2 separate regions of the Rattus norvegicus genome follow, and region 2 is linked to region 1. The links are chromatin contacts, called in public Hi-C maps. All regions are on one chromosome and are shown on one strand. Each heading gives the region's core, a stretch centred on a gene start, on an enhancer-like site or on the middle of the called end of the contact. The rest is flanking DNA. Distances are from core to core; before and after follow the strand shown.

Evidence for each region. Hi-C and Micro-C count contacts between places; a contact is called where the count stands out from the background.
Region 2: a Hi-C map of prefrontal cortex shows a contact between it and region 1, with 2.9 times the contacts expected there. The contact joins two enhancer-like sites. A contact is called at or near these places in 5 of 12 Hi-C or Micro-C datasets (the A7r5 cell line, the Rat2 cell line, frontal cortex and 2 more).

Annotation. Positions count from the first base shown.
Region 1 is chr17:23,140,089-23,145,372 of GRCr8, reverse strand. All of the region lies in intron 2 of Adtrp (androgen-dependent TFPI-regulating protein), which reads right to left. Among named protein-coding and RNA genes, the nearest start is that of Adtrp, 6.9 kb to the right of the region's middle. Within about 2 kb of position 3,167, at least 15 of the 93 cell types and tissues checked have an H3K27ac peak or open chromatin away from gene starts, as enhancers often do. A contact at or near this core is called in the A7r5 cell line and prefrontal cortex, where this site is marked.
Region 2 is chr17:23,213,042-23,218,325 of GRCr8, reverse strand. No RefSeq gene overlaps it. Among named protein-coding and RNA genes, the nearest start is that of Adtrp, 80 kb to the right of the region's middle. Within about 2 kb of position 2,930, at least 35 of the 93 cell types and tissues checked have an H3K27ac peak or open chromatin away from gene starts, as enhancers often do. A contact at or near this core is called in the A7r5 cell line and prefrontal cortex, where this site is marked.

The sequences.
Region 1 (5,284 bases), core at 1,918-4,417:
CTCTCCCCCTCCACCCCCCAGTTCACACATGTCGTCTTGTCTTGCAGACATATACCAGACGTCAACTCAGTGTGAAGCAGCCTTGCTGTGATTGATCTGTGGTGCTGACACACTACCTCAGTACCAACAAGGAATACTAGGGCAGTGGCAGGTCCCATGTGGGTGTAGGAGAGAATGAGGTGAAGGCCTGGCCTAGGCAAAGACACAGGCTAGTGCTAGGGTTTAAAGAGGCCACTGAACAGAGTTGGAGGATATGGAGTAGTGGGAGCCTGGATTTCTAGGGAGTCTGGAGGGGTGTCAAGGGTACAGTAGGGTCAACCAGGTCATCCAGATGGGTAGTGATCTGCTCATCTACCAAGAAGAAAATAATAAGACAATAACACACACACACACACACACACACACACACGAATTCTAGGGAGTCCTGTGTGGTATTGAGTGCACATTTGGATCATCTCAGTTCATCTGAATAAACAGTGGTCTGTTCTTCGATCATCCTGGGACATTGGTGCCCAGGAAAGTAAACTTCATGGTGTCCTGTCACAGCTGATGTTTTTCGATTCATCTTTCTACCAGCTCTTCCCTGATTCTACTCCAGTGGAATGTTCTGGGACTTTTCCTGAAAGGCTGCTGCTCTAAATGTGTTAGCTGTCTTTTTGTTTCTGTTGCTAGCTAACAAACTTACGACCAGTGACAGAGCTGAATTTACATTTTAAAAAAATAACGAACGTAATTTAAAAAAACTGTAGCTGAAAGGTATTTAGTTTATATATTCCATGTCTTCACAAGTCCACGAGGATCTTAAAATCATGGAAACTTACCCTCTCTAAGTCATCAAGTTTATTTCCTTGCCCTAAAGCCAAAACCTTTTTAAACAACCCCAGGAAATGAAAATTTCTTCCATTAAAAAAAGAATAATAATTCTAGAGAGGGAGATTCCACAAGTTCCCTGAACAAGACATTATGACTCCTGTTGGATGAGTCAAGCAAGCCAGTGCCAAGCTCAAGGCTCCAGACCTAAATCGGCCACACTGGGACTTTCCTTACCCTTCTGTCAACCTGATGCAACCCTGGCAGCGAAAGACCATTCTAAAATTAAAGAGAACACAAGGACTAACAGGATTTGATGTTTTACCTGGTGGTATCAGAGAAAGTTGACCAGAAGGTGGATAGGATCCTCTCAGTCAAGGCTATCTGGGTCTATGAAGAGCACAATCCCACTCATAGTTCATGTGCATTTGAGGAAGATGCTGAAATGTGTGGCAAAAGGGTAGACTGTGGGGCACCCTACAGCTTCCACAATGAGATTTCTTTTTCTCTGTTGGGACGGTGGGTTGCAAGGGTGGAGGGAGGGTATCAGGGGAGAGAGGGATTGGAGTACATGGTGTGGAATTTACAGTGAACCAATCAAAAGTTAACAGCAACAAGATGCCAATGCTTCCTTCGTCCATGTAATCTCATCAACCTGGCTGTCTAAACACGACAAGCATACTGATACCAACTTGTTGGCATGCCAAGGTGGGCGTGGGACATTTCACATGGCCACACCCATCAATCAAGGGCCACAAGCAATCCATCCAGGACTGCCGAGGGAGCATCAGTGTTCTCTAGGGATGAGGCCCCTGATAGGTTATCCAAGCCAGGTGGTGAGCCCTAAACAGATGCTCACCTGAGTTTATGGAATCAGTGGAGCGTGTAGGTGTAAACCACTGACAACTAAAGAAGTTGTAAGTTTGAGTGGGAGTGGTTACAGATGTGGAGGAGTAGGAGGGGGAGAGGGAGTGGTAAAATTATGTAAATACGGTACTCATATAGGACATCCTCAAACAAATTAAATAAAAATACATCAACATAACAACAACAAAACTCCCTTGAGATAAACGAGGGCGTTAAACAAACAAAACCAGAAGGACAAATGTAAAGAATACAATTTGGAATAACAAGGAGAAAAATAGGGAGAGGAAGAGTTGTGGGATGTGTTGGTTAAGAAGGGTAGGAAGCCTTGGCCAAGACTGTGGGGCTAAGAGCAGCAGCTTTCTTATAGCAGGATTCCCTGGGACACAGCAACCTACAGAGAGGATGGGGTCTCCTGGTAAGTGGCTCATCCCTATTAGAAGTATGTACTGCTGACAATCCATTCAGCCAATATCCCTGGAGTGCCAGTTAGGAACCCAGAATTGTGTTAGAGATAGAATGGGCTGGCTCATGTCAGAATAAGGAAAAGGGGATGGGGGAGAAAGAGGATGAGGAGGAGAAAGAGAAAGAGGAGGAGGGAGAAAGGAACATTTTCTGTAACTTGTTATTGGTAGGATAAAAGCCAGGATGAGTGGAAAATTGTGTGATTCTGAGACGTGCCTATAGGGAATGCATTGAGGATAATATCCTCGATGTATCTGTGACAGGGAGGAAGAAGGATTTGGGGCAGTGCCGATCTAGAGGAGCTCTTGTATTGAGCTGCCCTGCCCTACCCTGCAGATATTCCCTGAATCAGCCCTTTCCCAGCCCCCAGGGAAGGGGGATAAACCCTAGTGGAGGCAGCTTCCCTCAGCTGAGGGTGCTTCTGGGAAGAGAGATCACCTGTGACCTACCGGAAGCCCACACACCATCTGGGAGCTGTGGAATGAATCTCTCAGCTCTGTGAGGTGGGAGGATATGTTTTCCTCAGTGCCACACAGGAACAAACCGAGATGTGAAAAGTTAGGTAACAATTCTCTTAGAATCACACAGGAAGTAAGTAGACAGCCAGGGCTCTAGCTCCAGAAACCTGGCTTCTCAGCACAGATCTCTCCACTGGGTTTAAAGAACGTATCAAAAATGCTATTCATCCTGCCTACTTAATCCATTCTAGCTGCTTTATTCGGGTGCTGCTGGTGTCCATTCCTTTTGTGCTGTCATCTGCAATCCCTTCAGACCCACGAGTGCTAAGTCAGGAAGAGTTTTAAACATTTTTGTGACCACCATCAGTCTTGTGTCTTTTGGACCCTGTAAAGCTAAAGATCTTCACAGATTAAGCTCTAAACTCGGTGATAGGAATTGAGGGTTTCCTTCTAGGTACCAGAGAGGGAACTGTAATGTAAATGGAACCCTGCCTTTCTACTGTTTGTAGGCTGTCTTGGAGTTTGGGCCAATAGGGAGGGGACTTCTTTTTCTCTAGCCATGAATCATCCTCTCTGGGGACATATGCAATGACATCACATTGCTGTCATGCTGAAAACTGGAGGATCATGAGGTTTGGGTCGCTCAAACAAGAGAGGAATGAAGGAAAAGCACGTGTCTGCTGGAGAAAGAGATTTGGGCTAGAAGGGGGAGAGACTCTAAGAATCTTACCTAGGGGCTCCTAAAAATGGGAAATCTGAGCAAACCCAATGACCCTGCACATCAAGAAGTGGCTGAAGACTCGTCACTTTCACTAATAGGTGTCCCTTAGGGCCAGGGACAGTTCTTGGATGGAAAGGGAGTAAAGGAAACCAGGAAGCACATTTGTGAAGGACTGAACTGAAGTAGGACAATCAGACTAAAATTGTGCATAGCATGATCTCCATACGCAGCTGCTAGGGCTTCATCACTCGTTAGAACTCAGTGCTCTCAGCTTACACCTGAAGCTGTACCTCCCCCAAAGCCCCCGGGTCAAGGGTGTCTACCCCAACAGCTACAGCAGAGAGAGCAGAGTTCTCCATTGACATCCTTTCCTAGCTAATGACAGGGAGTGTAGGGTGGAGAGGCACATACGGGAGCTGTGCATGTAGAATGTAGGTAGTATGAGGTGGTTGATTCTCATCCAGATCACCCACTAAGAACTTATCAAGGAGACCCATGCTCCACTAAACCAATATGTCCCACAGTAACTAACCATCCGTCAAACACAAGACTGACTCCAACCTTCCTGTTTCCTTTCTGTCTTCTCTTCTTTTCTCCTTACACCATGTTGAGAGCCTTCTAAGTTTATGGCCATGCTGTTGGCTTCTATTTGTTCTCCTACTTAACAAATGTGGGAATGGACAGCATAAAGTCCTTAGCCCTGGGTCACAGACACTAAGCAATAGGACAGAGGAACCCTTACAGTGGACATAACCACCAGAGCACAGTCCCTTTCTCTGGGGCCACCTCTCTGTCTTGTCCCCTTGCCCTTTCTCTTCTTAGCTAGAAGCTCTCTACTAGCCACCAACCCTTTGGCAGCTTCCATAGCTTCTTTTGAGACTTCCCGGGGGGCAGTTTCGGGAGAAAAATGGCGTGAAGCTCTGAAAGCTGACTTGTAATAAGACAGGCTTTGCTATTCAACTGGGACACAGACATGCACTCAGCAGACTAGAAATTAGAATGTCTGAGAGGGAAGGTACAGCAGACTCAGAAAGATAAAAGACACACATTCTCCTTCATATGTAGGCTCTAGATGTAACTGTTTCTATGCATGGGATGGAGCCTCTAGGTCATGAAACTAGAAAGGGGAGGAAAGAAGTCATGGGGAGAAAGAAAAAAAAGTCAAATGATGTACGTGACATGCAAGGAGGTTGGGGACTACTGGGGACAAGCAGGGCGAAGGGTAGGAGGGCAGAGGAAGGAAGTGTGGGTGGGGATCAATAAAATCAAAATCGGTATGAAAATTCCATGAAATGCCCATTTTTGTTTGTATTGCTCACACGAAAGCACATATAGAAGGTTAACAGGGCACATAACAAAGATGTTAAAAGTTATGTTTGATTTAAGATATAAATAAGAAGAGAAGGGATACAATCCCTGCTACGTGGATGGATTACAGAGATGGCTTAGTGGTTAAAGAACATTTGCTGCTCTTAGAGGACTCCTGTTCAGTCCCCAGTACCTGTAAGTTGGTATAAAACTGCCTATAATTCCAGCACTAGAAGATCTGGCAGCCTCTTCTAGTCTCCGCAGGCCCTGCACACACATGGTACACATGCAAACATGCAGGCAAAAGTTAATGTAAAACTAAGGCAAAAAACTAACATGTAAAATACAATATAATAAAATTTATAATTCTTACTAGCTTGAATTGGATACTGAGTTCATCAGTTTCTAATAAACATGAGTGTTAGAGGGGCTGGAGAGATGGCTCGGCGGGACTGAAGAGCATTGACTGCTCTTCCAGAGGTTCTGAATTCAATTCCCGGCAACCACATGGTGGCTCACAACCATCTGTAATGGGATCCGATGCCCTCTTCTGGTGAGTCTGAAACAGTGTATTCACATACATTAAATAAACAATTTTTTTTTTTAAAAAAAAGTAAGTTAGGAGATCTATAACCTGATCATTCTATTCCATTAAAAT
Region 2 (5,284 bases), core at 1,681-4,180, 73 kb before region 1:
GCTGAGTAAGCCAGGGGAAGCAAGCCAGTAAGCAGCACCCCTCCATGGCCTCTGCAACAGCTCCTGCTTCCTGACCCTTTTGAGTTCCAGTCCTGACTTCCTTTGGTGATGAACAGCAATGTGGAAGTGTAAGCTGAATAAACCCTTTCCTCCCCAACTTGCTTCTTGGTCATGATGATTTGTGCAGGAATAGAAACCCTGACTAAGACAGACACCCATACGTTATTGAGCATTTTATCCCATAGCTTTATTTCCCATCAGGCCTCACGTTTTTATGGTCCCATTATGTCTCAGTATCATTAGACATAGGGCATTTCCAACCCGTGAACCTCTGGGAAATGGTCCATTGCATACATTCAAAATTATTGTCAAACCCCAAAAGTTTAAGGCATATATTGGAAGGATCTGAAATGATGGTGTCCTGAGTTAATGAAGCTTATGTCAACAGCAATGCAAGAAAGGAGAGTGGGTTGTAAATTGTTCATGATTGGATAGGAGTTTAGGGAAATGGAGAAAGACAGGGAGCCTAGAGGTGTAATAATAAGAACACTTATTCACTCCACGAACTAGGTCAGTTTTATAGGGAAAACATCTTTAAAAACCTCAAGGCCATTCTTTTCTGTTGTTCTCTGATGTAAGCTTCTCAAGGCCAAAGGTGACTTAAATTTCCTTGTATTTTTTTTTTTTTCTTTTAGGTAGTAGGGTGTCCGACTTTGGTGTCCGACAGCCAATAAATAGTGTTAGATAAACATCTGGGAGGCAATTACTGAAGTGGTCTTTTTTTTCGGAAGGTGCTTTGACTATTTGCCTAAGTGCAGAGGATGCACAACAAAGAAATTCGAGGCGTGATACCACCAGCGGCATAGCCCGTGTAACAAACTGGATTCGCTAACAAAACAAGGCAAAGGAATTTTACAGCTCAAGGTAACGTGTTTCAATGCCTCTAAGAAATGAAGAATTAATCCAGCCACCAGGGGGCTCTCATCTTCTCATTTAATGGAAGGTTTAGAACTAAATGAAGAGAAAAACACAATTGAAGCCCAGAAGGACACACACACACACACACACACACACACACACACACACGAGGCAACTTCCCTCCTCCCTGTTGAATTTATGCAACCATTGTAAAGACATCCTGCCAAGCCATCTTAATATAAGATGGGAGATTGAAGCTAAACAAATACTCCATCTGCAAATGTTGAGCGGGCCCTCCTCCTTGTCTTTTCCTAATTGCTGTTTGAATTTATTTCTGGTGCACTGTGATGCAGAAGCTGCCTGGAAACGTTGTCCATATGTTGGGTGGGAAGAGGGAGGATGTGACAACGAGCCTCTTCCCTTTAGGTGACTGTATTGAAGCTGAGTTAATTACTGAAAATTCAGTGCTCGGTGAAAAGCCACTGAAATCTAAAGTTGCTGGAGTTCATGGCAATCATGATATTTGTTGCCTTTGTGCTACCTTCTTTTTATCCTATTAATATATTAATAATGAGGTGTGATTTGGGAGCCTCTTGCTGACTTGGTGAATACTGTGCTGATACTGAGCGAGTTTTCTTTCCTCCCACCCACATCTTATTCCTGGGGTCAACCTTGCTCCTTTGTGTGCCAGGCTTTAACACCAAATTTACCAGTGCTTGCAAGTGATGACCAAGAAAACCATTCCTCGTTGCACCAATGGCGCCCTTGGACCAGGAGAGCGGGGACGAGAATGTTATTAAGCGAGTCCTGAGAGTGAGTTCCTTATTTCTGTTATCTATTCTCCCGGTAACCAGCAGAAAACTGACGGTTCGCTCCCAATTTGCATAAGAAGAGACCGAACTCTGCAGGGCTGAGTCACCTATGACTATAAGTGCCTTAGAATTGGAACTAATTGGATTTAGAGTGTCTAGGGAGTCTATGTGTTTTTCACCTTGACATTTTAGGAGCCCACAAAAAGTGAATTAGCCAAGCCGGCTTTCCGTCCTTTTGGACATCCCTTTTTCCTCAAGTCATTCAGGGTGTTTGGGACAGTAGCTCCTTGGAGGACCCGCAAGGCCACCTGCTCTGCAGCGTGGTAATAACGATTAGGAGTGGGTCTCTTTGGTGGCTGCTGCATTACAAGGGCTCCTCCTGGTATTTGAGTGGGAGGGGAGGTGTCTGGGTCCCTTGTCATCTGCAGCATGTGGGTGGCAATGAGAAAGTTTGGACATCTTTTAAAGTAACTACTCTGCTCCGGTTACAGCTATTTTTCCACTCCAGCCAATAATGACCTTCTTGACTCTAAACATAGGTGGGGTTCGTGGACCATCCCCAGACATGCTGGTGCTCCTTGCTGTGGATGTTAGGAAGTGCTCGCACTGAGCGTACCATAGGACCCGAATCCTACCGCGAAGCTACCATGATGATGCCTTTCTTATGAGTTTTCCCTGACTCCTCCAGGCCTTACACAGGGAAACCATCCCGAGAGGAGGATGGTAACGGAAGCTTGTCTTTTCAGCCCATCACCATTCAGAACGATGGCTTTTAGCACCCATTCAGAAGGCTTCGCCCAGGGCTGTAGGCTTAGGAGCTCCATTAGCCATTTGGGAAGGTAAGATTGACACAGGCCGTGGGTGGTGACAAAGTGTCTTATGAAGCAATCAGCTCGTATCTCTTCTTGGAACTCTATTAGGGTTGTATGTGGAACAGTCTCAGAAATTAATTTTCAAATAGCTCTCATCTGTTCCCTTGATCTTCCTTAACTCTGTTCCACCAGTTGGTTCATTCTAGGAGGCACAGGCTGTTGTTTCCTTGATTGGACGATGTGAGATCTGGGGAGACTCTTGAATGAAGAAAGGAGAGAGAGTGGGAGCTTGGCAAGTGGAAGCCGCAGGATTAATATAGGCCTATGAGTCACAGGGACTGCAGGCGAATGCTACTGAGTGGGCCGACGGAGGGAGTGTGGGCACAGAGCAGGCTTGAGGCAGACTGAGAGGAATGAGGGAGAGCAAGGAGCAACGCTTCGGGAGTGTTAGTCAGACTCTGCAGAGAAACAGCACCAATCAGATTCAAGTGCATGTCGGAGGCAATTTCATTCAAAAGAATAGGCCCCAGTGATGACAGAGTCTGGCAAAGCTCAAATATGCAGGCTGGAGGCCCAGAGAAGGGCTGATGTGGAATGTCAAAAGTATTCCCACGGGTGCCACCACCGTGGTGCCCACAGCCTGGTGTCCAATGCTAGCAAAGCACAGTGGTTCATGGTCACAGGGAGCAGTGGGAAGTCTTGACCAAGGATCTCTATAGATGCTTCCAAACCTCTAACAGAGCTTGGCCCCACACTGTGCCTCAAAGTCACTCCTACTGTGTCCCCAAAGAGGCCAGGTCACCAGTTCTGCTTTGGCATTGGCTGCTCAAGGCAGCTAGGATGCAGGCAGTGGCTTGAAGACTTAGTTGCTGCCTTTCCATGATGGTTAAATCAAGATTCTTAAACATCAGCGGGGAATTCCAGCTTTAGTTGCATATTAGAACTATCTAGAAGGGGGGGCTAAACACCTAGCATGGGGTTCATAGTTCAGACAAATTCAGAATCTCTGAACTGGGGTGGGGTGAAGGGAGCATCTGGGAAATTGTATTCCTGTAAGCTCCTTAGTGGCTGCTCAAATACAAGGAAAGTTGGATGGAAATCCATGGAACATGGCAGTCGTAACAGGGTAACAGACTGGGTCAGTTAGAAAGGGAAATACCTTAGTTGGCTCAAGGTTCTGGAGTCTGGGGAATCTAGAAATGTGGCATTGGTAACTGCTCTGCCTCTGGGGAGGACTCTACACACCATGTTAATAGAGCAGAGGCCATCAAATAGTCAATTCTGAGGCATGGAATCTTCAGTCTTCATCCTTCAGTAAAGTTACCATGCAGACCTCCCTCTCATGTCATCTAGCCTAATCACCTCGCAAAGGACTACTACCACTAACATGCAAATTTGGGGGTTCATTTTCTAACACATGAACTCTTGGGTGACACCCAAACCATAGCCACCCTTAGCAGCCCTCAGTGTTTCCTTTGCCAGGCTGTCTTCAGTGTCTGATGGGTACGTTGTTTTTCTTTGATGGTCTTACCCAGGTGCCCATACAAGAGTGCCTTGCTGAGCTGTTTCACTGCCCCTAACTCACTCGCTAACGTTCCTTGGGTTTAGAAAAGCAGGTGTTTCCACAGTGATACCATTTTTCTCTAAACCGGCATTCATCACATGTTGGCTTAAAAGATTTGAAAGAAAAACGTCTAATGTGTTGAAGACACAGAGGAAGGATTAGATTTTCCAGTCGTCATGAAGGAGACAGAAGCAGGATTTGTTAAGAAAATCATATGGTGTACAGGAAACAGCTCTGTCTGACATTTCTCTCTTGCGTAATTCTTCATTGAGAAAAATCCATCAACGTTACTGACCTTAAGCGGTGTTTTGCTACCAGATAATGATGTCAGTCTCTCTGTGCGATGGTGAATGAAGGTTCCAGAATGACAAACAGCAAATGTCCATTTAAATGGGGAGCACACTGTATGGGTTCTGAGTCATCACAGACCGATGGAAAGAGTTAAGAGCTCTTTTGGTATCTATGACTTCTAAATCCCCAGTCTCTCATTTATTAAGCCGAAATTATTCACTGTTGTCACCAGAACTTTTATGGTACAAGCCCGAGGCCTCACAACTCTAACAAGAAAAGCATCTCTGCTCACCCCTCAATGAGCCAACACAATAGCCTAATAGTCAAGAGCTGGGAAAGGCAGGGAATATATGGAGCGTGGCTCCTGGTTTCCACTATCTGGAAAACTGTCAATATGCTGACAGAAGTCTCTTCCAGGAAGACAAGCTCCCCTATGCCTGGCAGTAGAGCCCAGTCTTTTCTTCCCCCCTTTCCTTCTTCTGGGGGAAATTCCAATTCTGTGGGTCCACTGCTCAATAGTCTCCTATCTGAAGGGAGAAGGGCACCTGACTGGCGTCTTTCCTGCTGAGACGGTCATTGAGCTGAAGGGCATCCTCCGGCGCTCACAAACTCCCAGACCATCAGAAAGGGACCTTAGTGGGAACTAAGACCCTCGCCTATGTGATGTGCTGTGCATCCTGAAGTGAATTGCATTGGGCTTGGAGTAGACATTACATCCCTCCTACCACTGGGGTTTCTGTGAGAAAAGAGAGGCACATTTGGGTCCAGAGTCCAGATTCACTGTAAGGTGAGGGGGAAAAAAGTCACAAATAGTAAGGAAAGTGGAAGCAGGGATTATAGCATTGCTGTGATTAAACTAGGGCCACTAGGAGCCAGCAGAAGGAAGG